Linked DNA regions of Zea mays: all the other regions are linked to region 1. Evidence: chromatin contacts called from public Hi-C data. All regions are on one chromosome and are shown on one strand. The core of a region is the stretch at or near the end of the contact, and the rest is flanking DNA. Distances in the headings are between cores, read along the strand shown. Region 1 holds the start of LOC103636567 (chaperone protein ClpB2, chloroplastic-like). Region 2 holds the start of LOC103636484 (diacylglycerol kinase 1). Region 3 holds the start of LOC103636597 (probable ubiquitin conjugation factor E4). Region 4 holds the start of LOC103636520 (zinc finger protein ZAT4).

The links. Hi-C and Micro-C count contacts between places; a contact is called where the count stands out from the background.
Region 2: a contact with region 1 is called in a Hi-C map of tassel, with 2.6 times the contacts expected there. The contact joins the promoter of LOC103636484 here to the promoter of LOC103636567 in region 1. A contact is called at or near these places in 2 of 25 Hi-C or Micro-C datasets (leaf and tassel).
Region 3: a Hi-C map of leaf shows a contact between it and region 1, with 2.6 times the contacts expected there. The contact joins the promoter of LOC103636597 here to the promoter of LOC103636567 in region 1. A contact is called at or near these places in 7 of 25 Hi-C or Micro-C datasets (bundle sheath, ear, endosperm and 3 more).
Region 4: a Hi-C map of ear shows a contact between it and region 1, with 4 times the contacts expected there. The contact joins the promoter of LOC103636520 here to the promoter of LOC103636567 in region 1. A contact is called at or near these places in 14 of 25 Hi-C or Micro-C datasets (bundle sheath, ear, endosperm and 3 more).

Annotation. Positions count from the first base shown.
Region 1 is chr1:75,275,121-75,279,099 of Zm-B73-REFERENCE-NAM-5.0, forward strand. It overlaps LOC103636567 (chaperone protein ClpB2, chloroplastic-like), which reads left to right and starts at 2,103. Exons shown (of 10, transcript NM_001347043.1): 1 at 2,103-2,558; 2 at 2,854-3,072; 3 at 3,306-3,543; 4 at 3,813-3,979. The coding sequence starts at 2,307.
Region 2 is chr1:75,020,666-75,024,644 of Zm-B73-REFERENCE-NAM-5.0, forward strand. LOC103636484 (diacylglycerol kinase 1) reads left to right here and starts at 2,260. Exons shown (of 9, transcript XR_002266139.2): 1 at 2,260-2,615.
Region 3 is chr1:75,434,645-75,438,623 of Zm-B73-REFERENCE-NAM-5.0, forward strand. LOC103636597 (probable ubiquitin conjugation factor E4) reads right to left here and starts at 1,656. Exons shown (of 16, transcript XM_008658957.3): 1 at 671-1,656. The coding sequence starts at 1,521.
Region 4 is chr1:75,129,573-75,133,551 of Zm-B73-REFERENCE-NAM-5.0, forward strand. LOC103636520 (zinc finger protein ZAT4) reads right to left here and starts at 2,118. Exons shown (of 1, transcript XM_008658867.2): 1 at 383-2,118. The coding sequence starts at 1,775. The coding sequence ends at 735.

The sequences.
Region 1 (3,979 bases), core at 853-3,352:
TTAACTGGACCAGAAACCATGAATGACTTAATAGTAGATTGAGCTAATTTCCTCTTCACTTGTTTTCCTGTTGTGCCAGAACTTGGTACTTCTCTTGCATCACCATCTTCCTGATGTTCCTCACCCCCTTCTACATCCTCCTCTTCATTATCTAAAAAAACCATCTTATTTCTTGCATTCTTCTTCGAGTAGACTGCCATCTCCTTCCTAACCACTTCAGGCACTCTTGGGCACTTCCCTACATCACCAAACCCGCCAGCAATATGTTGCTTGAACCTTTTGATTCCTGCTGGTACAACTTTTTGGCAAAAAATACACTGAACCATCTCGTTCTTTGCAATGTCTGGCCAAAATCCATATTTTCACCCTGGGTCCGAAGATCAAGCCTTTCTCTTAGTATCCTTAGCCATCTCAGCCAATTCTGTGGGCAGCGCAGCAATTGCTTTATCCTTTATGGAAGAACCGACTGCAACATCAGATGAAGCCGATGCAACTGATTCACGCGTGGCTTGAACCGTGCCGGTGCCACTGCCATCGTTCTGGGCTTCGGGCAACACAGATTCTGGGAAGATAACTTGAACATTATTACGCCGCCTCCTAGTCTCATCTGTAGTGTGAAATTGTGAATAACAACTCAAGAGGTGTAGCACCAAATGAACAATTGAAGAACCAAAAGAACACATAGATTACCATCTGTAGAGGTGCTCATTTCGGTTAAGTTCAGAACAGACTAGTGAAGTGTGCACTGAAGTGAGCACTGAACTCTGAACAGACTAGTGAAGTGAGCACTGAACTCTGAACAGAGTTCAGAACAGATTGGTGCAGACAGTTGTCGGAGCAGAGCAGTGAGCAGAGGCGAGCGCCGAAGCTGAGTAGAGGCGAGCGCAACAGAGGGCAGAGGGTAGGGCCACCGGAGTTGAGCAGAGGCGAGCGCATCAGAGGGCAGGGCCACCGGAGCTGAGCAGACAGCAGAGGCGAGCGCAACAGAGGGCAGGGCCACCGGAGCTGAGGACCACCGGAGCAGAGGGCAGGGCCGCAGGGCAGCAATGGAGCAGAGTGTGAGAGGGGGCAGAGGCGACGACTTAGGGTTTCTATTGTGTGGCGGCTTAGGGTTTCTACTATGCGGCGGCACAGTGGCAGACAATAGAGCTTGTTTCTACTGTGGACTGGAGAGTGGAGACAGTGGGCCGCCAACCCATATAATGATATAACAGAGGACACTTTTTTTACAGGTCCAAACTTGGCACAAGCTAGTCGGACATGGCACCTAGTCGGCCGACTAATTGCGATTAGTTGCCAACTAGGACGATTAGTCGTCACCTAGTCGCCCTAATCGAGTCGTCCATGCTAATCGTGCTCTACCAGGCGATAAGGCCGACTAATCGCGATTAGTCAGACGACTTTAAAACCATGGTTCAAAAAATAGATTAATATAGGACGTTACTAGTGAGAGTGCAGTATAGAGCACATAATTTTTTAAATGATACTATAAAGAGCAAAAGAAATAGGGAAGAGAATTTATGTGTTGTTTGGTTCACGAAATGTAACATAAATAATAATGGTAATAATTCACACTCGAATACCGGTGGTAATAAGTTTGAATAAGTCGGTATTCATTTCTAGTGTGGTATCAATTACAGATAGACTTAAACAAATATAATTTAACGTTATTGGTTACCCATTATATTACCAATACGTGAACCAAACGATACCTTTAAAGTATCTTGCCGGAGAAAATTAAGTACGATCTTATTAAAATCTAACAAAGACTCTTTATTATTATATATACATTTAGAGAACATGAGCGAAAATAAACTAAGATACAATTTTAGTTTTTTTAATATTAGATATGGATTTTAGGATTTAGTAGATTAGATTAGATATATATGAAAAAGGGAATGCAGCAAGAGGCGGTGCGACTCCAAATCACCCACCCGAGCGCATAGACACAGATCCCGGCCGTCCAGCGCGAGATCCGACGGCGCCGCGCTCGCAGAGCACGCGCCCCACCCCTTCTATTCCGGTCCTTCCTTTCCCTATCGTCTTCCTCCCCTTCTCCACTCCACGGAAGTGCTCGTTGGCACCTGAACCTCCCAGAACCTCCTCCTCCGCTTGTCTCCACCCTCCACGCCGCCACCGATTTATACACGCTTCGTCCCGCCCCGCCGCGACCTTCTGTTCCATACCATGCCATACCATTTCTCCTGATAAACCATCCAATCCAGAGTTCCATTCCAGTCTGAATTGCTCCTCCTACCTTCTGATAAGCAATCACGATTGTGCCATCAACACTACAGCGCCCCACCATGGCCGCCGCGCCGCCTCTGTCCGCCGACGCACTTTCCTTCCTAACCTCCGCCCCCGCCGCGGCCGCGGCCGTGCCGACGCCGGTCGTAGCCGCGGCGTGGGGCGCGGCGAGGGCGGGTCATGTGAGGGGTAAGGCGGGACTAAGGACGACGGGAGGAGGAAGGGGCGGGGTACTGGCTCCGGTGGTCGGGAAGAGGCTCTGCCGGACGCCGCTCTCCGTTCGCTGCAACGCCACCAGCCGGGACGGCAGGGTAGGGACCCGTTTTCCTTGCCTTCATTTTCAGTCCGATTTTGCGCACTTCTTTTTCTTTGATTTCATTTTACAGAAATATACTGGCTTGTTCCGTTTTCAATTCCTAATGTCACGGTCGTTGTACATGTAATACAGCCATCGATGCATTTATTTATGTTCCATTTCTCATTAACGAAAAGTAGTTTTCATAGCATTTATACTACTGATACTCTTTTGATGAAGAGCCAGGAAATTGTATATTTTTTTCACACACACACATATTTCTCACTCGTCAGCACCTATCCCGCTGACAGATTACACAACAAGAGTTCACTGAGATGGCGTGGCAAGCAATTGTCTCATCCCCTGAGGTGGCGAAGGAGAGCAAGCACCAGATTGTGGAGACTGAGCATATGATGAAATCCCTGCTGGAGCAACGGAATGGCCTTGCCCGCCGCATTTTTTCTAAGGCAGGAGTTGATAATACAAGGCTTCTTGATGCCACGGAGAAGTTCATCCAGAGACAGCCTAAGGTGCTTCGTCCTCAACACACTCCGATTCTGTTGATATTCACATGCAGTTTGTCTTAGCAAGATTAATGCATCTTACTATGAACTCGGAATAATGATCAGAGAACTGGAAAAACATTTTTCCCACTTCAATAAACTCAACATTCTTCAATATCTTTCTATATATTGCTTTTCGTTGAAACAAAAAACAAGGAATTTCCATTCATAGTTGTCTTACGTTCTGTTTAATGATTCAGGTATTAGGTGAAGAACCTGGATCTATGTTGGGGCGTGACTTAGAAGCTCTGATACAAAGAGCCCGGGACTTCAAGAAAGAGTACGGCGATTCATATGTCTCAGTTGAGCATCTAGTCCTTGGCTTTGCTGAAGATAAGCGGTTTGGGAAACAGCTGTTCAAGGATTTTCAGATTACTGTGAAGACGTTGAAATCAGCCATTGAATCGATTAGAGGGAAGCAAAATGTAATCGATCAAGGTATGAGTTCCCCCTACTTGCAATGCTGGCATTAACATGCTTGCAACTTCTATCCTCTTCCTCTGTCTGTGCTCCATAAAATTGCATGATGTGACCTATATTCCTGTAAATTGCACAAAGAAAATGGCAAGTAATGAAGCGTCTGCTGAAGTAGACATCACCTTTCCATGCATAATTGATATGAAATTTTTTACCTTGAACTCCTGTGTCCCTCTGATACAACAGAAGATATTTTCACATAAAAAATTAAAAATATGTGTTTTCAATAGATCCTGAGGGAAAGTACGAAGCTTTGGAGAAATATGGAAAGGATCTGACAGCTATGGCACGTCAAGGGAAGCTTGATCCAGTTATTGGAAGAGATGATGAGATTCGAAGATGTATACAGATTTTATCACGAAGAACAAAGAACAATCCAGTTCTGATTGGTGAACCT
Region 2 (3,979 bases), core at 1,010-3,509, 250 kb before region 1:
ATTAGCGTGACAAATCATTGTTGCTCCATCCAATTCAGCAACCTCAAACACCATGAAGTCCATTGCGCCAATATGGTCTCAGAAACGACCTAATGCATGCAAGAATCAAGAACACAAGGGACGAGCACTCTATGGTAGTGTCCGCATGGATCTCCAAGTCCTAACACATATTTTGCAGGATCCACAAGCCATCATCGGAAGAACACAAACCATGTGCAGACAATAAATAAAGTATTAACATACCCAAATTATGTTCAGTCCTTAGCATAATAAAAAACTAACACCCAAAACAACAGAAGAACAACATAATATTTTTTGCAATGACAGAAGGAAGGGTGACAGGTACGTAGAAGTGATAGAAGCATACCGAGTCGACATCATGGTAAGGGAAAGACCATGTAGACAAACGATGCTGAGCCATCAAACGGGTATCATAGGCAGCAAATAAGCGACCCACATCCCTTGCCTCCCCCACTTCCAAGGTTTCGTAGAGCAGGAAGGGAAGGGAAAAGAAGGACATACTTGTTCGTTGTTGGAGAAGGACATGACGAAGACCTAGGCATCTGGAGGCAACATAGGTAGTATACCGCTAGATAAATATAGGGAGAGAGCACACGAACGGAGAAAAAGCCCAGCCGGAGCAGCTCCAAACCGAGAGACACCCGCACCAGGCGTCAGTCTGAGAAGGGCGAGAGAATACGAGTGCCTTCCTAGCCCTGGACCCGCCGAGGAGACACAACACCACCACCAACTTTATAGCATATGCCGACTGCTACCGCGCTACATGCCTTGGTTGTCCAATATCTCAGACCTGAACTTCTCATCGCCAAGATAACCTAAGCGCGACAAGCGCCACCGTATCCTCCTCGGCGGTACGCACGAAGAAGGCCAGGAGCAAGACCGACTCGCTCGTACCTGCGTCGACGAGCGTCGATCGGCTCGCGGCTACGACCGTGGGCGGGGGCAACAATTTGGGGAGGAAGAACAAGGCGAAGGCCGGGAAGACGAACGGGACGTCCGACGACAGCAAAAACGATGGTGCGCGCATGTTGTGGAAACGTTCTCGTGGACGTGCAATATCCACTGCGCGGTCGCTATCGGGGCTAGTGTCGGACGAATACGGGGAGGTGACGTCTGCTCCCACGCTCTCTGTCAATAATGGGGTGGCGCAGAGGCGGAGGCATAAGGGGGAGAGAGAAAAAAAGCAGGATGACGCCTGGCGTGTGCGCGGAAGCGACAAATATGCAGCGGGTTAATTTGAAATAGATATGAGAGATTATTTGTAAAATTATAATGTGGGACGACTGTTGAAACTGATGTTATAATATAGAAGAGATAGAGATATATCTTAGACTATGATTAATTCATGCGTAAAAAATAATAATTTAAAATGTATTAAGAATATGATGTATTGTATATAGGGGATCAATTTAGAGAAAATTGTTGCGTGAACTAGGATTTAAAGGATATAATATTTTAGAGGGCGGTAAAAATGTAAATTTTAGAAGGTGAAATAGAGGAACGTAGGAGCCGTTGTGGATTGTTAGGCTGGCGTACCCAAGCGGCCGTAATACGAAAACAACAGGTATCTTCTCTGCTTCCGCTTCTCGTAGGGAGATCACTGAAATTCGGTGAAATTTCCTATTTCACTGCTGACTGAGAAGCGAATCTTGGAGATCTCGGTTTCGAATTTAAAAATACAAAAGTCAATTTTTGATAGAAAATGAAATTTTCTATATTAAAAACGTAATGGTGAACATCGGTGGCTAGAAAGGGCGATTCGTAAATACATACACATATTTACTGGTGGATATGAATTTACCTTCATACCCATGTAGGTATAGATCACACGTCGAGTCATCCTCATCCACGTAGATTAGACATATATCATATATCCTGCATCATTCAACAAATTTAATGAACTTTAAAAAATACTAGATGCTAAACATTAGATTTAAATAAAATCATGTGCCATAGTCAAGTATCACGCCATTTAATTTCGAACAATATAGACATAGGAGGATGCAAAAATTAAACTACATGATTAAGATTGTAATTAGATTTATAGTAATAATATCTAATTTCACAGTTGCACAAGAAACAACGAATATGGGTGAAGGTTTATATTAGGTATTTTATATCCACGAGTTAACAGATACACGTTTAATACTTGTTTACTTATTGGATAAAGTTTTTGTTTAATAAGAAAAATATCGGTAAAATATTTAGTCCCCGCCGGGATCCATCGCCATCTCTACCGGTGGCCCGGCCCCAACCCCATGCGTCAAGGGATCAAACCATGGCGCGTGTGCACATCGCCACCGTCGGCGCTGCCCAGTCACCGCGCCGACGGCGAAATATATTCCGGGGTCCCACGTGGAAGCATCCGGAGGAATACACGGATACACCTCCGCCTCGGTCCATCGCAACTGCAATCTTCTGCTCCGTCCTGTAGGCTGTAGCTGCAGCCTGCAGGGAGCGAGCCATAAAGGAGACTACGTAGCGGCCGCGGAGCGCGGGGACGACGGAGGGAGACAGACGGGCGCGGCAGGGACCAGGGAGCCAGCAGGGCTAGGCGACGCTCCTTCCAGTTCTCCTATCCATGATTTCATTCTGTGAGTTGAGGGTGCTCTGCTCCTTTCCGTCCCGTCAATTTCTGGGTTCCATTTCGGTCGCTTCTTGCGGAGATCAAATGATACCGCGCAGATTCGTTCTTCTCTAGTTTGGGAAACTCATTTTCCGGAATTTTCATTTTTCCAAAGAAAATTAGTTTATTTTCCTTGGAAAGATAGGACTTCGGAGTTTGTTACTTCCCTCCTCTCTTTCCCCATGATTCTTCATGCTCTGCGAGGTCAACTGACGTGTATAAGAGGAGCACTACTTCTTGCGTTCTCACATGTAGCTTTAGATTTTTGTTGCTTCATCGCTATGTGCTTTCAATAGTATATAGCATATTATAAACTTATATATATATATATATATATAATTTCTCGTATATAACCCGTGTATCTCGGCTTCATATGACTTTTCAAGTACTATGACTGTGTTGGTATCTATTGCAGCTTCATATATACGTAAGATTGCTTTGCTTGCTTAGTAATTATCACGCACCATTCACCAATCTATGCTTATGATAGTGCGTCAAGTATGCGTAGGGGTGGCACGATCCAAATGTTTCTTATGACTTTTAATAAATTTTATTAGTTTAAAAATAAATAGGAATAGAGCCCGACTCTTCTAATCTGATTTGATCCATAAGTTTTATATACTCTAAAATTTAGAGCCCATTACCACCCTAAGTATATGTATGTATGACTATTCCTGCTCAATGTAATCCAAGTATTTTTCTCCACACCTATTTTTATGCTTCCAAAGGCTCCACGCTCCAAGGATGATAGCACTATTGAACCCTCAAAACCCATAGCTGCCACTCTTCTCTGAACCCCTCCTCTAGGGATTGAAGGCAAGGTCGAGTCTCATAAAAAGCACACCTATTTCTAAGCTTCCAAAGCTCCACGCTCCAAGGATGACAGCACTATGGAATCCTTTTATTTTGCCTTTGGGAATTTTTAAAGAAGCTTTCCTCCACCAGTCAACAAAGTAGACATCTCTTCTCTTAGGTACCACAGCAGTAAGGCCAATTTGGGATAAGGTAGCATGCCATAACCGCCTTGCAAAGACATAGTTAGTTAAGATATGCTGCACAGTTTCTTCTTATCACAAAGGACACAATTCTTGGGAAAGTCAAGCCCTCTTTTTTGAAGTCTGTCTGCTGTCCAACATTTAAAAAAAATGTAATCCCAGTAGTTTGGTTGTGCGCCTTGTCCGGCCCTGTGTCACTCGCCTCTCTGACAGAGGGAAGGGCTGGTGTTAGTGGGACGTCAGGCTTGTAATGTTAAAACCCTACTGTCCTCTTAATGGAATACTGGCTTCTGTTATATTTTTTTTAACATACTAGCTTCGGCCTGCTCGCGAAAAA
Region 3 (3,979 bases), core at 406-2,905, 160 kb after region 1:
TTTAACTGACCCACAGGCCACAGCAATCCTTAGCTGAACCACACTATATGATATTTTCCAATTGAATTTCTGTTCCAAAATCCTGACCGGGAATGAAGAATGCCAAAAATCAGCGGGCCAACTATACACACGATATAAATCTAAAATTCCATTAGTTTAATAATAATGAACACTAAATCTTAATACCTAAGTAGCAGGAAGAAAGATCAACATTCTTGTCCAACTCTCCTGACCTAGCAAAGAGAAATTTTTAGCCTAATCCCCAAGCTAGCAACCGAGTACCGGATGTATGATGAACCGAGTACCGAATGTGTGGTGAGAAACTTCACAGTTCACGGCTTAACTGAAGCAATGCACTATAAACAGATCGTTTAGAAGTGTACATGAAAATTCAGAATTTAAATCTTTCCAGTTTCCACAAAAGCAATATTAAAAATTTGAAACTTCTGCATCCTATTAGCAGTAAGAAAAGGTGGTTGACCAAACTTCTGTATCCTATAAATCTCTAAATATAATTTATTTATGGGTTGTTAAATTAGTCATAGCCAGAAAAAAAACACCAGCAACACCTGGGCACAGTATCCAAGATGCAATTCTGCACACATAAACGAACACATATGGGAGCTGTGAAGTTTGATCAACAAGAACCAACAAGATAAATAGTACTCACCCCACATCAGGCTTGCTAGCGAACTCTCGGTCTCGGATGGCGCTTACATGGAAGAAGGCCCCGAGTACACTGTATAGCTCCATGACCCTCCCTTCCCCAATGAGCATGATCTGATTCTTTGGTATCCACTTAGGATGGTTAACCAGGGCCTTGGCACAATTGGGGATCCCCACAAGCCGCCTGAGCAACCGCAATGGGCGCTGAAAGTCACCGAGGGCCGAAACCTTATCGACACTCTGCCTAAGGAGCTCGTATAGCTCCCCCATGGCCGGCTCGATGGAGTCATAGTCCGCGCTGCCTAAGAACTCATCAATGAAGCCCGGCGGCGGCGGCGCCCCGGGGGCCGGGGTGGGGTCGAGCGGGTCGGCTGCCTCAGCGAGGAGGAATACGAGGAGGTCGGAGGCGGGGTGTTGCGCGCCGGGCGGGGTGGGGAAGGTGTCGGGATTCCCGGCGACGATGCGCGCGTAGGAGAGGATGAGGGCCCGGAGGTGCGCTATGGAGGCTGCGAGGCGCGCCCGGAGAGCGGCGTCGCGGATGGTGGAGATCTTACGCGCCTCGTCGGCGGCGCGGCGGAAAGCGGAGACGAGGTAGGCGAAAGGGGTCGGGGACCCGGCGGGCGGGTCCGGGAGCGAGAGGCGGTCGATGAGGAGGCGCTCGGCGGCATCGCGCAGGGCGAGGAGAGGGCGCGACTCAGAGAGGAGCTCGGCGGCGGTGAGCTCGAGGTAGGCGACGGCTGGGCTGGGGTTGGCCGGGGGCGTCAGGGAGACGAGGAGGATCTTGCGGAGGATGATGTCCTCCACCTCGTCAGGAGAGCGCTGCGGCCGCGCGGAAGCCGGCGATGGGGACGCCATCGGCGGCGGGCGGCGGCTCGCTGCTGGCTCTGCTGCTTCGAGCCTTCGACTCGGGGAACCGCGTGTTGTGGTGGATCAAGATTCGAGCAGACTCGAGAGAGCCGACTTTGGGGTTTTTTTTGTATTGTTTAAAGTGTGTGTTTGGTCCCTAACTAAAAGTTTATAGTATGGATCATATAAAAATTTTGAATGTCAATTACAGATATTAAATAGATATTAAATATAGTTTAGTTATAAAACTAATAATATAGATGAAGACTAAACAACGAGAAGAAATTATTAAACCTAATTAATACGACCTCCATTTCCAGATATTTAATATTTGCCGTCCGCTAGTTCATATTTAAACTAAATCGTGACAGATAAAAAAGAGTAAAAAGAATAAAGGAAATATATAATTAGCAAATGGTTATTATAGCATAGTATTAATGAATCTCTACTATCTCTTAAGACCGTAGTGTAGGCGTCTACATCGTTGTGTGGTGCACGGTTCTGCCATCTCTCACCTCCGCTATCCTCCCCAGTCCCCAAGCGCGCAGCCACGATTGTCGCTCCTCCCCGACGCCGCGATGGCCGCGCCCCCTCTCCCTACCCCCAGCGTGATGCCCGCACCCCGTGCCATGGTGCCCTCGCCTCCGCCCCCGAGCGATCCAGCCCCGTCGTCGCGATGACCGTCGCGTTCCCTTCTTCCCCCGTCGCCTTTCCCTCCCTACTCCTCTGCATTTCTTCCCCAACCCACGCTCACCTGGCCCCATAGCCCCAGCCGCCATACCCTCGCGCGCCCGACCATGCGCCAGATCGTCCAGTACCTCGACGGCGATGCGCCGCTGCCAGAGCTCACGCCCAGACCCAAATCGTCGTGGTAACCTCGGCCCTCGCCCACGCTCTCCCTAGAAGGAAACCCACGATCTTGTTGGAAGGAAATCCACGCTGGCGTGGCCCCAAATCCGCTCTCCATGGAAGGGGATCGGCCCCAAATCGCTGTCGTCCCTCCCGGATCGTCGCCCCTGCCCAGCATCAGCGGACTCATCCGCTGCGTCGCCCCAACACTCTTGGAGGAGATCTCCGGAGCGTGGCGAGGACGCCTGGGTAGGTCGGCTTCCAAGCAGCCCCCGAGATCTCGGTCCTCGCCCACACTCTCCATGGAAGGAGATCGCCTCCTTTGTGCCCCGACACTCTTGCCCCGGATCGTCGCCCCCGCCCAGCATCAACGAACGCGTTCACTGTGCCCCGGATCTCGGTCCTCGCCCCGACACTCTTGGAGGAGATCTCCGGGCGACAAGTTTCCCTCCACGGCATCATCGGTCCGAATAAAAAGTCATGCGTGGAAGCCACAACATCCCTCGCATCCTTGCCTGCGCTCTCCAGGTACGCCACAACATCCCCCGCATCCTTTGTACTTCTTCTGTCTCTTCATTGAAACTCAAAGCAGTAGCACACACTAAATCTTTTATGTCCCGAATGAAATGATCTACAACAGTTTTCTTGATTACAACCATTGTTCGTTGAAATCCACTTCGACAGCTGAATCCGGGCATTATAAAGGTACACAGTAGTGACAGGATTTGACAGCTTCGTTGAATCCACATAGTAATTTGTTATATCTGTATAATTGTGCATGCTTAAGTCATGGAGTGTAATCCACTTCCCGTTTGTTCCATGTTGTTTACGTGCATCTTGGAGATTGCCGACGAGCGCAACCATGAATCTGAATCCATTACTGGTTTGTGGAAATAAAGGTACACAGTTTATCTTTTTTGTTTGCCACAAAAGTTATAAATTAGTACAAAACATAAATACGGAATGACAAACATCAATATGATATGCAAAATCCGTGGCAAAATATCACCGTAACACTAATACTATATTGGCGATATAAATATCAAGAATTCCAGTCCTTTCACAAAGTGGCTACAGGAGTACATACGGTAATTTTCAGCAAACTTTGCATGGGACACAACTCACCCGATGTCGAGGACATGGGATGTGGGTCCGTGACCATGGCACCGATGGCGAGGCAGTACACGCGGTTGCGAGAGGCGCCGTTGAGCATGTCAAAGTTGGAGGTGGCGGCAAGGAGCTACTTGTGGTGGCATCTCGTTCCGCCCGCTCCTTGTCGCTTCTGTTTCCCTCGTCGCCGGGGGCCAGTAGTCATGTCGTGTTCCCACCTCTCCACCGCCTGGTCCTCATCGGCGCTCGCCAGCAGCGCCTCCTCCACCCGGCGGTGCTCCGCCCCACGCATGGGCCTCGTGGTGCGGTTTTCCCTCCGTGAGCTCCATAGCCGCATCGACTCCGTCAGGAACACGCAGAAGATCATACCTAGGTATATTTCTGAAAAGAAATAGGTTTTAGTTCATACTTCAGACTGATGGACACATTATGTAAGTTTGAGACAAAATGATTACTTCAAAACAATGAGCTGTGATCATTGCATCTGTATAATCATATGCAATGATGC
Region 4 (3,979 bases), core at 868-3,367, 150 kb before region 1:
ATACCATATCTACCAAACCAGCCCTAATTGAACTTTTACACAGTCTGCTCAGCAAAGCTTTTTTGCTTGATTGCTGCAGCCTCCTTTTCCATTCCCCTCACACTTTGTTTCAGCTGGGTGGGTCACAGACACAGTTCATTCCTTGTGTCACGTAAAAAGAAGAAACGAAGAGATGGAAAGGGAGAGGTGAATTGGCCTACTTGTTGCTCCAATCTTTGAAAAACCCTAAATAAAACCAACCACCAGTATCATGAGAATGCTGTGAGTATGCTGCCACTGCCTACCCGAATTCTAGGTCAGTAAAAAGCAGCAGTAAAAGGCTATGGACGACGCTAAGGAGCTACTTAGATCAGTTAGAGAGTCAACAAAAAAGGGAGATTAATATCAAACTTAAAAGCATTCACTGAATTCTATAAACTTGAGAAATACAATGCTGACTGAATTAAAAATTAAAAATCTTTCATTGAATTATCTCAGGTTTAGCACTTTATTATGAGATGCTTATCACTCTATATAAAGATACTGAAAAACAAAACAAAAAAACTAGTAAAATGCATAATATAAGTGAAATTTGAACCCAAGAAGATTAGCAATCATTGTTCATCTCACCGAATCTAGATCACTCGTAACTTGAAGCTCCGAAGAATCGATTGAACCTGAATCTATAGTTCACACTAGTATGTAGGTACCACATCCATACTTCGTCTGAAAATCAAGACTTAAGTAGCCAAATTTCAATCCTCAACTCCTGGAGCTGGCAGATTGAGATCAAGAAACTCATCAGAGATCAGTGGTTGCTCATCGTCACCAACGTCATCGTCATCGACAGAATGTACGTGCTCATAGAGCTCACCGGCGATCGAGTGTGACCGCTTGTGTCCACCGAGCGACTGTCCCGAGCTAAACACCCTAAAGCAGATGCGACACTCGAATTTAATCGTCCTATTATTACTAACCATGGAGGTAGTGTTGGTCTCGACGCTGGGCTTGGGCTCCGGTTGGTAGTCAAGGATAGGTTTGGCGATGCTACAGTTACTATTGATCCGCTTGTAGCTAGCGCGGTGACCGCCGAGTGCTTGGTACGACCGGAACGTCCTCCCGCATACAGGGCACTCGTACCGGCCCCGCTTCTCGTCACCAACGTCGCTGTGATGGAGCTTCCTCTTGTTGATTTTGGTGCCGTCGTTGGAGTCGGCGTCATGGTGGTGGTACTCGTACTGATAATCTCGCCTCGTGCTGTCCTCTCCCGGCGAGTACTTGGCGCCCACGGCCGTGGAGCAACCGCGACGGTCCACGATGTCGCACGACAGCATGATGAGGGAGAGTGCGACATCCTCCGGCTCCTTGTCGAAGGCAGTCGGCGGCGGCGTGCGAGCCGGCACACGCATAGAGCGCCTACGCCTCGGCGGCGGCATCAAGCCCTCCTGCTTCCAATCACGCTCCAGTTCCATCGCTTTGCCACCGCCTCGCGCGCGGCGGTAATCGACGTTCGACTCACACGGTGAAAACACGTCACCGCGGCCACCGCAGTCGCTGAGGCTCGAGAGGCGCCGTGTCTTCTTCGGCTTGTCCCTCAGCCCGTGACCTCCTGCTCCCGGAGCCGTCGCGCAATCAAGGCCTTGCCGCTGTTGGTGCTCCTCCTCGTCGTCCAGCTCGTCGGCCAGGGAATGCGAACGCATGTGGCCGCCGAGCGAGCGGCCGCAGGGGAAGCCCTTCCGGCACACCTTGCAGCTGTGCCGAGTGGCGCTGCTAGCAAGCACAGCCACATCCCACATCCCCCATGGTATGCGTCGTTGATGATGTTTCGATCAAGGTAAGGAACTAGAGCAGATTATTATTTGATCGCATCAGCGGCGGATCAAGATCGATCAGCCAAGAAAGCTAGCTGCAAGTAGGCAAGAATGGAAGTGGGTGGAAGGGGAGAAGAGGTCAAGTGAAGAAGAAAGGAGATGGAGGCGGCCGGGATCCATGCGGCTGATCGAGCGTGCTTGCGAGAGGAAGCTGCTGTGTGTGACGAGCAGCTAAAGTAGCAGATGGGACGAGGGAGGAGGAGGTCATGCTGCATACGCGCGGTTCGTTGGGCAGGAGAAATCTCAGCACAGCATGCAACCAAGCAAGCAAAATTAGCAAACGGACAGGAGAGAGAAAACGAATCACCCTGTGATGTGCTGCTGTGGAGCCGGCAAAATGCAACGCAACGCAAGCCACGGATGGAACGAGTGAGTGCCGTTACTGCCGTGTCTGGCCGGGCCGCCAACTGGGCTTCTTTGCCACCGGCGGGCCGATTTTCCAATGAGCCCACTCTGTCATCGTCATGGTTGCCGTCATCTCTTAAGTCTAGTTTGGAAACACAATTTTTCCAATAGATTTCTATTTTCCTAAGAAAAATAAACTAATTTTTTTTGAGAAAATGAAAATCTCTTAGAAAAATAGGGTTTCCAAACTAGCCATTATTTTCGAATCCAGCCGTAGGATTTCACTGGACCACATCCGTTCAGTTGTAGTTTCATCATCCTACGGTTGGATCGCAACCATGACTATACCCAGCAGACCATGTATATGTGTAAAACAATATTTAGACGGTATAATTTGAAATATAAAGTGAGATAACTAAGGCTGTCTCCAGCAGCGTTCGCTAAATTGCATGCTCTAAAAAATATACTCTATACTTTACAACACTTCCTAAAAGATTTCGTCTTTATATCTTGTTTATATCCAACAACGTACTCTAAATTTGGTCATCTATATCTATAGTGTTACCTGAATTTGTATTTTCCATTATTTTTTGCCTATCAAAAAACAATCTGTAGCAACGTAATTGTTTTCTTAAGTACAACAAGGACGCAAACACAGGTACCATACATTACATCACATACATTACTAATCATTTTTTTAATACGGCAAGGACAAAAACACGGACGGTGCTCTAGGCACGAGGACACAACTGCCCTGTATATCGAACGTTGCTCGTTCACTAGATTTAGAGGATTCTCAACGACCACTACATTTTATAGCCCCTTTACCGTTCCTTGCTGGCGGCCTTGCCCACTGCTGCATATGCTAAGTTTAGTGTACATGATGCTTTATAAGCCTTTGTTAGAGACATCCTAAGACTGTTGGAGGTAGTATGTGGCTCACAAAGCTGTGGCCACAAACATCTTTGGCCATTCTTCTCTCCACTTCCTTTCCCCCCGAAGATACGATTGTGGCCTTTTGATGCACTGCCACCTGGCCACCATGGCCTCATGTCATCTTGGTCGATTACATACATACATATACACACACATTTTTTTTTGAAAAATCACGTTTAGATCTCTAAAGAAACTAATAGTAGGATAATTGTCATGGCCTATGGAGCCGAGATTACACATCCCAACATCATATGTAATAGCATTGAGGCATCAAACTATTATTGATGTGGAGGTTACGGTGACCATGACATGATGGAACCTCGACGTAGATCTATAACGCCGAACTCGACACCATAGCTCGATGGCATAGATCTTAACATCGAGGTTACTATATTGTTTGTCGTCGTCCTCTTCTCTGTCGTTTCTCTTTCTCCTATGCTCGGACCCTGACCTCGCGCATCTCTCCTCTATCGATCACGGTGTCATGCCCCCTGCATGTTGGAGCTCAGCTACCGTGGCATCGGTCCCTTAGCCATCTGTTATCACTGGAAACTGGTGGCCGGTTGTCCGAGCAGCCAACATACGCAGAGCCTGGAGATCCGATATTGCTACGATCTCCTCTCCTTAAATGCGGCTTTGATTGCCTTTTATGTGCTAAGAACAATCAACTAGGCGTGTAACCTAGCTTGACCTACAAGACAAAAAGGACATGTTGGGATCGGTGAATCACTCTGCATATGCACAATAACATGTAAAACATCAAATTCTAGCTTGATCTTGTGGATCAGCCCATGCTGGTCACACTGATCAGCTCCCTTGAACCGACTGTCCTCTTTTTGGTCAACTAA